Regions from separate parts of the Gossypium arboreum genome. Here region 2 is linked to region 1. A link is a contact called in public Hi-C data. All regions are on one chromosome and are shown on one strand. Each heading gives the region's core, a stretch centred on a gene start, on an enhancer-like site or on the middle of the called end of the contact. The rest is flanking DNA. Distances are from core to core; before and after follow the strand shown.

What was found. A called contact is a pair of places that touch in the nucleus more often than the background predicts.
Region 2: a contact with region 1 is called in a Hi-C map of leaf, with 2.1 times the contacts expected there. The contact joins the promoter of LOC108461793 here to the promoter of LOC108463585 in region 1. A contact is called at or near these places in 2 of 5 Hi-C or Micro-C datasets (both in leaf).

Annotation. Positions count from the first base shown.
Region 1 is chr13:105,029,631-105,035,627 of ASM2569848v2, reverse strand. LOC108463585 (phosphate transporter PHO1 homolog 7-like) reads left to right here and starts at 2,210. Exons shown (of 12, transcript XR_001868093.2): 1 at 2,210-2,948; 2 at 3,038-3,365; 3 at 3,470-3,518; 4 at 3,612-3,683; 5 at 3,813-3,942; 6 at 4,013-4,133; 7 at 4,230-4,488; 8 at 4,581-4,685; 9 at 4,778-4,972.
Region 2 is chr13:105,195,651-105,201,629 of ASM2569848v2, reverse strand. LOC108461793 reads right to left here and starts at 1,251. Exons shown (of 6, transcript XM_017761725.2): 1 at 924-1,251; 2 at 773-836; 3 at 1-63. The coding sequence starts at 1,116.

The DNA.
Region 1 (5,997 bases), core at 961-3,460:
TTTAACAATTATTATTTGGCGAGAACAGAAATTTTAAAATTTAAAAAATCGGAAGACTAAAAATGACCAATTAAAAATAAAGGGATTAAATCCATAAATTTTACTAAGTAGAGAGACTAATAGCATAATTTAATTGAAATTTTATATTCAAAAACTTAAAATCTAAAATACTTGAATAAAATCTCACCATTTGATACGTTTGGTGTCAAAATAATTCCAGGGTTCTAAGTAAAGGTCCTAAAGATAAGATTTGAAATAGTTGAATGTGCGAGACGGGATTCCTATAAGAGTTTGATTTTATACGCTCATTTGAAAACTAGAGGAGGCAAGAAGACAAAACTAATCATAAGATAAACGTGGTGGTTGTAAGACGACAAAGATTATGGAATTATATAGTCAAAGTGAGTCCCCAATTTCTTACTTTATATGATTCAATTTCCGACATTAAACGAGTAATTTCAAAGCATGCATTAGCTAACTTTTTTGTTTAATAATAATTAAACTAACAACAACCATTTTTTTATACCGAAAACGATATAACAATGGCATGTAAGAGACAACACGCGGAAAAAAGATGACCCGCAAGGTTTACCAACTTTATTCTATCAAAGTATGGGAAGATATATTTGTTTTATATAATTCAACAATTATATTATAATGAACAACTCTAAATCTCACGAAATTCATATAAATTACAAAAATATTTAATTTCCATTTTTCTCTATAATTAAATTCACAACACATGGGAGTAGTAAAAAATGAAAGCGTGAATTAATTGTCCATTCCGTGGCCATTATTAAAAGGCCGTGCTTTTCTTTGACGTACTTTTTAAAGATAAAAATAGCAAACAGGGAATTGTGTGGGCTCATAATCTACTCGGTTTGATTTGTCTTGTTTTTAAAGAAAAGTTAGCAAACAAAAATCTACATAGCTATTGTTTTTCATAATTTATTACAAGCTAGTTAAAATGTGCTGTTAGACACTGTAATTGTATGTTTAAAAGTTAAAAATCCAGTCTTCATATTTCTTCAATTTAAAAATTATAATTTAATTATTATCAGTTTTTATAAAATTTATCAATTTAACGTGTTTGTTTTATATCAATCATATATCACATCATAAAATAATAACTTAATCAAAATTTCAAATTAATAAATTTACTTTCACTTTTAATTATTGAATTGAGATTTGTAAAGTAAGATGACTTAATTTTTAATTTTTAAGTATAAGGACTAAATCTTAAATTTTGTTAAAATACAAGATTAATAACATATTTTAACCTTTTAATTATTTACCTGGTTAAAAGAAAAGGATTTTGTGCTATGTGCTGAACATTGTGCTTGAAAATATATGAATAAGACCATTGAAATAGAATTCAATAATCATGTGACTCATGCCTGAATTTTGTATGATAATTTATATTAACATGTGATATTTATAATTTGATTTATTAAATTTAAAAATTCATACACAAGAGATTTAGATGGTAAATAAAGTAAGATTTTAAGCATAACGAATTACATTGATAAATTTGAAATATTTAAAATTTAAAATATGAGGGAATATAAAATATTACCTGTAAAGAAAGGTAAGAGAAATTTTATTTTTGGGAACCTTTTGGAAAAATAAACGCTTTAATTTTAATTTTTCTGATTTTAGGAAGCTTTAAATTTATCCAAGCTATGAACTTTTGCATCAATTTGATTGGGATAGTTAAGTAGGTTTCAATTAAAGGTAAATCATGGGAAAAGACAGGCATAGATTAATTTTTTATTTTTATTGTAAGTTTAAAATATAAAATTCTAATAAATCTCATGAAATAATTGTGGGCTTATATATCTATTTTAAGTTTTTGAAAATTTCAAGAAAATCCAGACAAAAAAATTAATATATTCTTTTATTTAATTGAAACAATAATTAAAATTTTTTATTAAACATTTGTTTCAGTATGCATGTATTCAAATTGTGTTATCTCATTTCTTATTAAATAAAAGTTAAATATATATTTTTTTAAAAATGTACAATGAGATAGCTAGAAAAGATGTGGGAAGCTAAGCAAGAACAGGATTCGCTGACACGTAAGGGCTCAATCTTTTGAAGTGAATGATATTATTAAATTACATTTTAGATATATGGTTTTAATATCAAAACAAATATTAATTATAATAAATAAAAATACGCACTAAAATACTAAAAGTTCATTACAGGCGCATATAGCTGGCATATTTTATAAGCTACGAATTAAAAAAAAAAAAGTAGATTGAGAGATTGAAAGATCGTGAAAGTTTCCTTGTTCTCATTTCCATAAATCCTAAAGTTATAAAACATTAGTGCCTCTAACCCTTTTGATTGACCAAGTTCCTTCTGCTGTTTTGCTCATCTTTTCCTTCTATAACTTGAGGAGCAAATTAAGTATACTACATCGCATTGCCATAAAATGAAGTTTGGGAAGGAGTTTGCTTCTCAAATGGTGCCTGAATGGCAGGCAGCTTATGTGGATTACAGTTCATTAAAGAAATTTTTGAAAGAAATCCATGGTGTGAAACAAAAGTATCGGCAACCAGATACCCCAACTCGGCTTCAACGAGCATTGACGCTTTATAGAAGCTTTAGCGGTTTGGATCCGAGACGAAACAAAGGTGGGAGTTCATTCGACGATCATGATGTTGAAAACCAAGCGATTCTTGTGAATTCCGTGCGAGGAAATGGCTCAGGGAAGTACGAGACTACTTTTCTTATGGTTGCAGAAGAAGGGGCTGAATATGAGCAAGAGTTCTTTAAAAAGCTTGATAATGAGTTGAATAAAGTTGACAAGTTTTACAGGTCTAAGGTGAAGGAAGTTATGGCTGAAGCAGAAACACTTACCAATCAAATGCATGCTTTAATTGCTTTTAGGATAAAAGTATATAAATTACAAGAGAATTTTGATGTTTCTGGTTCTAATGACAGTAAGTACTTTTTCTTCCAAGTTCTGCACAAGTTGTTTTCAATTTTACAGTTGAGACACCTTAATTTATAACAATTACTTCATTTGCAGAAATCATGGTTCCCATGAATGCATTACAAGGCACAACTGAATCAGATAATGATGCTAAGCAATCCAGTAATGGCTGCCTAGAGATTCAAGAAGAGAACCCCAAGAAAGTAGTGAGCAGCATTAGACTTGCTCCACAAGAGGTGTTGAATCACGTGAAGTTGAATCAAGCTATTCAAGCTCCTTTCTCAGCTGCCAAAGTGTACTGTGCTAGCAATACTAACAAGACACAAATGAATTTTAGCAAGGACAACCTAAAGAAAATCCAAAACCAACTGAAACAAGCCTTTATTGAATTTTATTACAAGCTTCGGCTTCTCAAGAACTACAGGTAACAAATGGCTAATAACCCATTGTATGTATTTGGTTCCCTTTTCCTTCTACTTTTTAACAAATGTATATTGATTAGTCTTCGATGCTTGTGTCTAAGAACAGCTTCTTGAATGTGTTAGCATTCTCTAAAATCATGAAGAAATATGATAAGGTATATATCTTATAAGCCTTCTTAACATCAAACATTCGGTGTCAACTCAACCAGGCTTGTCGGTACTGATTGTTCTTCTTTCATGGGTCTCAGATCACATCAAGAAGAGCATCAAAGTATTATATGAGGACAGTGGATGATTCTTATATAGGCAACTCCGACGAGGTAGGTGGCTTCCCAGTAAAATACCTTGGTTTTGATAATTAACAATTCAAAATTCTAGTGTCATTGTTATTCGTACATAGATACTTTAGAAAAATTGAAGAATCGGGTAACATAAGCTTGTTGTTTCAGGTAACTAAGCTAATGGAAAGGGTAGAAGCCACATTTATCAAACATTTCTCAAATTCAAACCGAAGTAAAGGGATGAACCAGTTGAGACCAAAATCAAAGAAAGAAAGGCATAGTACATCATTTGGCACAGGTAATCATTATACCCATTTAATGCCTTTTACCCCTTAAAGAAGATATTTATTGGAAAATTGATGTTTCAGGCTTCTTTGCCGGCTGCACAGCGGCCCTCATACTAGCTCTGGTTTTGATTATACATGCCCGCAATATCCTCGATAAGGAAGGAAGAGTTCAATACATGGAAAGCATGTTTCCAGTATATAGGTTATTTTCTTTTACTATTTTACTCCACTCTGTTGTTTCAGCTACACTGCAAATGTGACAAATTTAACGAAGTCATCTTAACTATGAACATTGCAGTTTGTTTGGGTTCATGGTTCTACATATGCTCATGCATGCTGGGAATATATACTTTTGGAGGCGATACAGAGTTAATTATTCCTTCATATTTGGGTTCAAGCAAGGAACAGAGCTGGGCTTTCGAGAAGTTCTTTTCTTGAGTTTTGGCCTTGCAACGCTAGCACTGATCAGTGTGGTCTCCAACCTTGACATGGAAATGGACCCTAAAACTGGAGATTATAAAGCATTAACTGAGCTACTTCCTTTAAGCTTGCTTTTGGTAAAAACTAAAAACTATTTCACTTCATAATCGCAAAACCCAGTTCAGCAAAACCATTTTTTGATCTATTTACTTTTTGCTTTCTCAACCAGCTTGTGATAATTGTATTGCTTTGTCCTTTCAACATCCTTTATCGCTCAAGTCGCTTCTTCTTGCTCAGAACTTCGTTTCGTTGTATCTGTGCGCCCCTCTACAAGGTAAATATATATCGTTTGTTGAATCAGAAGATTTGGGAACCTTTCAGTTGATTTTCAGCAAAGATGGTCCGTGACTTGTAATATTGATGCAGGTAAAATTTCAAGATTTTTACTTGGCAGATCAGTTTACTAGTGAGGTACAAGCATTTAGAAGTGTGGAATATTACATTTGCCATTATGGTTGGGGAGACTTCAAACTCAGACAAAACACATGCAAATCAAATGACATATTCAACACTTTTTATTTCATCGTTGCTGTAGTCCCTTACTGGTCTCGTCTCCTTCAGGTATTTTCACTTCTATATCTATGTTTCAATCCCTGGAGAACACAAATAGCGTAAACTACATTAGATGCCACTCAACTTTATTTAATTTTTTTATTTTTACCATTGACATTTTGAAACTTACAAAGATGCCACTAATATTTTTGGATTACTACAAAGATACCACTCCACCATTTATTCCATTACTTGGGTACTGTGCATCTACCGTCGCAAGTTAAATGTGTCACGGGTTTAAAAAAATTTATTTTCTATCATTTTTATTTTTAAATTATTTATTTCCTTTTTTATTTCTTCACTTAAATCTCTTAAATGCCTATTAAACTCCATAAAAAGCATTGTATGATTTCACGGCATCTTTCTTCCTTTCCAATAGAAGAATGATAAATTAAATTTTTTCTCCTAATTTTTAGCTTTTTCTTGTTGAAAAAATTTAAATCCAACTAAAAATATTAAAAATTAGAAGGAAAATCTGATTTGTCATATTCCTATTGGAAAGGGATAAAGATGACTTGTAATCACAATTTCATACAATTCTTTCTCTTAAACTCCATTAGAACTACATTTTCATCCCTTGCCCTCCCTTTTTCCTCAAGCTTTCCTTCCGCATCTCTCTATCATCGTCCCACCCTCACCCTACTCCTTAGTTTACTCTTAAAAAAGGGAAAACGATTTCTCAAAAATTTTAATCTTAAACCCCCCAAAAAAAAAATCATATCATAAATTCTCTCAAACTATGAATTTTATTAAAAATAAATCCCTCCATCACCAACCACCCTAAAACAACCAAAAGAAGGGTAAAGTACACTTTTTTTTTCTTTTTCCAGCTTACTCCAAATACCCCCATTTTCTATGCTAAGATCATCTTCCATTGCTTAGAAAACTTAAGGAACAAAATTTGGAACATTTCAACAATCATTATTTACATCACAAATAATTGTAAGGGAAGACACTTGCTTCTCAATTACTCTGATGGACAAAAGTGGAGTAGAGCAACATCCACGTGTCATGAATATGATGCAAGTAAATTA
Region 2 (5,979 bases), core at 2-2,501, 170 kb before region 1:
TAACCATTCCCACATGTGGCATCTATGACAATATCCCCTTTATGCAGGACATGCCTCCAAACCCTGGCCAGTAATGGAAATAACATTATTTAAAAGAAATATGTATACGAAGTTGAGCACCATTGCTGAGAAGTATATGGAAATTTACCATGCAAGATTTCATGATATATAAAAAAAATTAGCATCCTTGGTATAAACAACAAAGACCAAAACTTAATTGTTAAGGAAATAGCACAAGAGGGCTTGTATCAGAAACAGGCTTCTCAGGTCCAAGCAAAATTAGATCATGCAGTTCAAAATCAGTGCAAACTTGAAGGGGAAAAATTGGAAGAAAGGATGCTGAAGAACAAAAAGATAGATTTCAGGAAGAACATCAAATTCCTATTGACACCATATAAATTTCTTTTTTTATCAATTTCAACATTTATACCCCACGAGCACTGAATTCCCATTCGCACTTCTTGATATAGTATCACTAAATTCTGGCCATACCTTTATTACTATCATATCTTATTAAACAACGTTCAATATAACATCAAGAACAAGAAGCTGCTTCAGTTTACACAGTTTCCCAGCATGTAAACCACCAACATTTATAACAGAGACATCGAATTTACAATAATGTTCTAGGAAACCTAAAAGGTCCAACAGTCCCGATTAACCACGGACTATATACTAGCAGATAGAGTACAGTTTTAAACATTACATTAAAAAATTAAAAGAAATCAGAGAGATAGAGAAAGAAAACAAAAAAGGGAAGTTAAGTACCTACAAATGAGCCACTTCTGTTGCTTTCTTCTTCCCAAAAATATAACCAACCAACTCATCCTCTAACCCTGAAATTGTATCACGAAAGATAAGTCCTTTTATTTAAATTTCACATCCAAAAAGCAGCGAATATCAACAATAGTAATAGTAAATACCAGAAAGTGGAGAGCTGTTTGAGGTGCCTCCATTGGTATGAAGAAGGGAATTGGTAGAGCAACAAAGAGTCTTACAGGGTTTTCTGACTGATGAGGAGAAGGAAGAGAAACTGAATAATAATGATTTGGTTTGAACAAGGATTGTGTTTGATAACATTGGGTTAAAGCGTGAGCTAAACCTCAAAGCTGACATTGTTACTTCTGTGAGCCTCAGACTTGTTTTTGTTTCAGTTCAGTAGTCGGGGGAGGCCGTGGAGAAAGGGAAGGATAATAACTACAAAATGGATCAGTCTAGGGGTAATATCCGTAAGATCTTTAGAACCCAGCTGATGGTGAAATTGAGTAAACCATCAGTTTTTTTTTTTACCCATCCGATTTAATTAAATAAATCATTTAAAAATTATAAAAATAAAAAAATTTAATATAATTATCAATGTAATTGATTCACAAAATCAATCTATTTAATCTCTTATTCTAAACCAACGTTCGATCCTATTCTCAAAACAGTGAAAATACCAATAATTCAAGTATAAATATATATATATTGACATCAGTGATTGTTTGAACTCCATAAAATAAATTTAAGTAATTGCATCTTTCATAATTAAAAAATAATTGTTTAGAAATGTTTAATGTAATTATATCATAATTTTTCTTTTTAAATAATACCCGCATAATTTTAAACTTTAAAATTAATATTAATTATTATAAAAAATTTACCAATAATATTCTTTAAGCCAGTAACAAAACTTAAAACTAAATAATTGTGTGTAATATATTAGTCCAAAAAGCTATTGAACAATAGTCAATTGAATTTTGAAATTGGTATGAACATTGCTCTCAATACACGAGCACGTGATTTTGAGTGAGCTGAAGCGTATTATCCTACTATTTATAGGTTGAAAGAGGTTTATGGGTCGATTGAGTTTTATCTCAATTGGCACTGATATTATTGTCAATACAAGAAGATGTAGGTTTGAGTGCGCTGAAGCGCATTATCTCTCTATTTATAGATTAAAATGCGTTATGAGTAGTATAAAATATTGTGTCAAAAAGAGCAGATTAAATCAAAACTTATAATTGTGTAAGTCAAAATGTATAAAAACTCATCTCTCGTCAATAAAAATTTCAAATTGTTTAAATAAGATTAATAAAATAACATATAAATATATTTTAAAAATAAAACACATATTCTAAAATTAAAATTAAAGTATTATTATTGTATAAAAATAACTTATTAAATTTAGATAATTTACTAAATGCACCATTAATATCACGAATTAACTAAAACTATACTAGTCTCAAACATTTTCATTAGAAGGAAGCCTAATTACTTACTTGCATGCTTTCTTTAAGTGTTAATAGCAAAATTCACCCCTATACTTTATCAAATTTATAAACGTGATATCTTTACTTTCAAAATATTTTAATGTGATATTTTTACATTAATTTCTATTTATTAATCTGGCACCTCCATCTAACGATGTTAAATTTTGACTTGTCAAGACATGTTACACAATTGTAAGGTGCTACGTGTCATTTTTGTCAAAAAAAATTAATTTCAAAATATGCTAAGGACCTCAACTTAAAAAACCCAAATTCTTTTTTCACAAAAAAAATTAAAAAAATTCTCTCCTCAAGGGATAACCCCCCAAATCTCTCTTCATCCTTCTAGAGTTTGTTACGTCAATTTGTCGCCGCCACTCTTCCGGTCACCTTCTCCGATAGTGGTTCCAGCAGTTTCTTCCTCCCCTGATTTTTTTTGGGCTTTCTACTTCCTGTTCTATTCAAGCGATGGGAGTTTCAATCGATGGAACTTTTTTCTTGAATAGTTTTTTCTCTTCTTTAAAGCATCTTGCTTATGAATCGAAAAAAATATTACAGCTTTTGATGGGGTAAGAGTCGAGGACTTGCATATGGGTCTTGATGGTAACATTAGGGAACATTTTTAATAATAACTCGATGGTGAAAAATAATAATAAGTCATTAATGAAGCAATAAGAGCACTCGGATTGTGAATCTAAAAGAGCCATTATGAATGCCCTAGAATCGTTGAATCAAAAGGGAAACAATGGGTTCATAAGTAGAATTTGATATGATTGATTCCCATAAATCTAAAGGGATGAGTTGAGAAGAGAGAAACAAAGAATAGAAGAGAAGAAGAGAGACCAGAATTTCATTTACTAACAAATTGACTAAGTTCTTCCTGGCTGTTCTCTATGCTAAAAAGCCAAGGAAGACGTTATAGGGAAATTGAAAATCAATTATGGCTGTTACAATGACAGTTGAGACTCAAAACGCACAGTTTTAATTAAACGGCAAACACCCCATAACCTAGTTTCAACGCACCGTTTTGACCTTTAAAATGAAACTAATTGTTTCACTTAATACTAGATTCTAAACGTTGTGTTTAAACAACTGAATTAACAAAAATAAAAGTAGTCTCCCTGGTCGAGTGGTTCATTGTCCTCAAGGATCAAAAGTGGAAAATCGTTATTGTAGCTCATGAAGAACCTCCTAGGTAGCATTATCAAGGAAGGTGTTAGCCCATTCGACCAGCACTTTTGTGACAACCTAATTGCTTCTCTTAACCATGTGTCAATCAAGTATATGGCTCGGTTCCTTGAGCATAACTCTATTAAAGGCTACTAGGTGTAAGGTCGATTGAACTAGTTGCTTTTCCACATGGCGTTTGAGTTAAGACACATGGAATGTGGGATGTATTCGAGAACCAAAAGGCAACTTGAGCTTATAGGCCACTTCCCCAACTTTGGCCTTCACAGCAAAAGGGCCAAAAAACTTAGGAGAGAGTTTTTAGTTCAATATTTTCCTAATAGAGTGTTATCTATAAGGTTGAAGTTTAAGGTAAACAAGGTCACCAACTTGAAAGGTGCGGTCACTCCTCATATAGTTAACAAAGTGCTTCATTCGGTCTTGTACCCTTTTGAGGTGGAATTAAAGAAGTTTCCTATCCGCTTCAAGCTATTGCAGACTGCGATCAACATACTCAACAGTGGAAGAGCCTACCAAGTAAGGCAAGTGTTGAGGTGGGGGCTGGCTATACAAAGCCTCATATAGTGTCATCTGTATAGCTGAGTGAAAGGTGGAATTATACCTCCACTCAGCCAAAGACAGACAACAACATTAGTCCTTAAGGTGTTCTCCTATCATGCGTTAAAGGTAGCTTTCCAAACATTTGTTGAGTACTTTAGTCTAACCATTTATTTCAAGGTGGTAAGCAATTAATAAATGCAAGTGTGTCCCTAATTTCTTGAAGAGTTCCTACCAAAACAAGCTAATGAAAATATTGTCTCTGTCAAAAATAATTGACTCAGGTAAGCTACGAAGCTTATGAATGTTGTCGAAAGAGACTTAGGCCATAATCAAGGGAGAAAAAGGGTGGGACAGGGCTACAAAGTGGTCATACTTGGTAAGCATGTCTACTACCACCAAGATGGTGTCCTTTACCATTAAAGAAGGTAGTCCCTTAATGAAATCCATGCTGAAAGTAGACTAGGCCTTACTGGGTACTTGCACCTTTGGAAAACACTACATTTCTTTACCCAACGTTTGACATCAAGCCATCCCATTCCAACACACAAGGCTAGCCAATTTATGCCTAGTGGCATGAATACTAGAGTGTCCTCCTACAACACTATCATAGAAGTAGTGAAACAGATCTTGTTCAAGATCATGATTAGCTCCCACAACTAGTTTTCCCTTCTAAAAAAAATGTCATCCTAGGTGTATTTGGGATGGGAAGATAGCTGGTGTTGTAGCTCAAGACAACTCTCTGAATCATATGCTATTAGTATTTTTGCTAGCAACTTGAAATTGGAAATTAGCCAGTATATCCAATTGTTTAAACCCAAGTTCTGAATAGAAAGGTTTTTCTATTACTAGTCAAGTTGAGGGGGTTTCACTCAATTCCTAGAAAATGGGATTTTATATTTGCATTGGTGCCGCTCAGAGGCCACCTACATTATTTCCCACTGTCATCCCCATGACTAAACCTTCTTTTACTTCGAGCACTACCCAGTCCTCCAATGGATATTGTTCTACTACAAGTAATTCTAAAATTGCTAGCAAACTGATTTTCCACAATTCGTTATGGCAAATTAGAGTTTTTTTTGGCACTTAACAAGCTTGTTTTCCAGCTATTTTATATTATTTCATTATGTTTTCCGTTTTTATTACTTTGTGTTTAATTTTAGTAAAAGAAACATTTTTACGGTTTTTTTAGCCATTTAATGACCTAACAGGTCAATAAAGGCCTAGGGAAGAACTAATAAGTCAATTGAGTATGTAGAACACTGTTTCGGGCTAAGAACACGAAGGATGACAACAGCGTCACGACACCAGCATGTGGTGTCGCGACACCTCACTCTGAAGCCAAATAAGTCACCCTTTCAATGCTGTGTCACGACAACGGTCCTGTGGTGTCACGACACCGGAGCGATAGGCTGGAATTTTAAGTCAGAGGTGTTTTCATTCGCACAATACATATTATTCAGTCTTAGGGTTGTTAATTGAGTTAGTTAGGGCAGAACATTTTGGCTATAAATATGAATGTTTAGCCTCAATTTAGGAGGCTTGATCAATTGAGCCGTTTAGATTAGTTTTAAGATTTTATTTTAGTTTTACTTTTCTTTCAATCTAGTTCTTTTCTTTAGAAAACATAATTTTTTCTTTGTTCTAACTTGGATTTGATCTGGATCCAAGTTTTTATTTAGTTAGTTTATATTAATTTCTTTTCAGTTTTCAATTGCAATCGAGATTATCTTTGCAATTTTCAAAGGAATTTCGGCTTTCACGTGTAAATCAATATCAAAATGGATCAATGTCTTTATTCCTTTCTTCTATTTAGTTATTTGCTTTGCATGTTGAATATGAAATTATGGAAAATTGCATCTATATCCATGAGTTGCTAATTTCCTTAGGGAGATTAACGATTAGAGGTGGGAATAATTAATGGAAGAATCAAGGTTTGATTCCAAATTAGCTGGTTTTAAATTATGTGCAATTAAATCCTAGGATTGACTACTTTAAGAAGTAA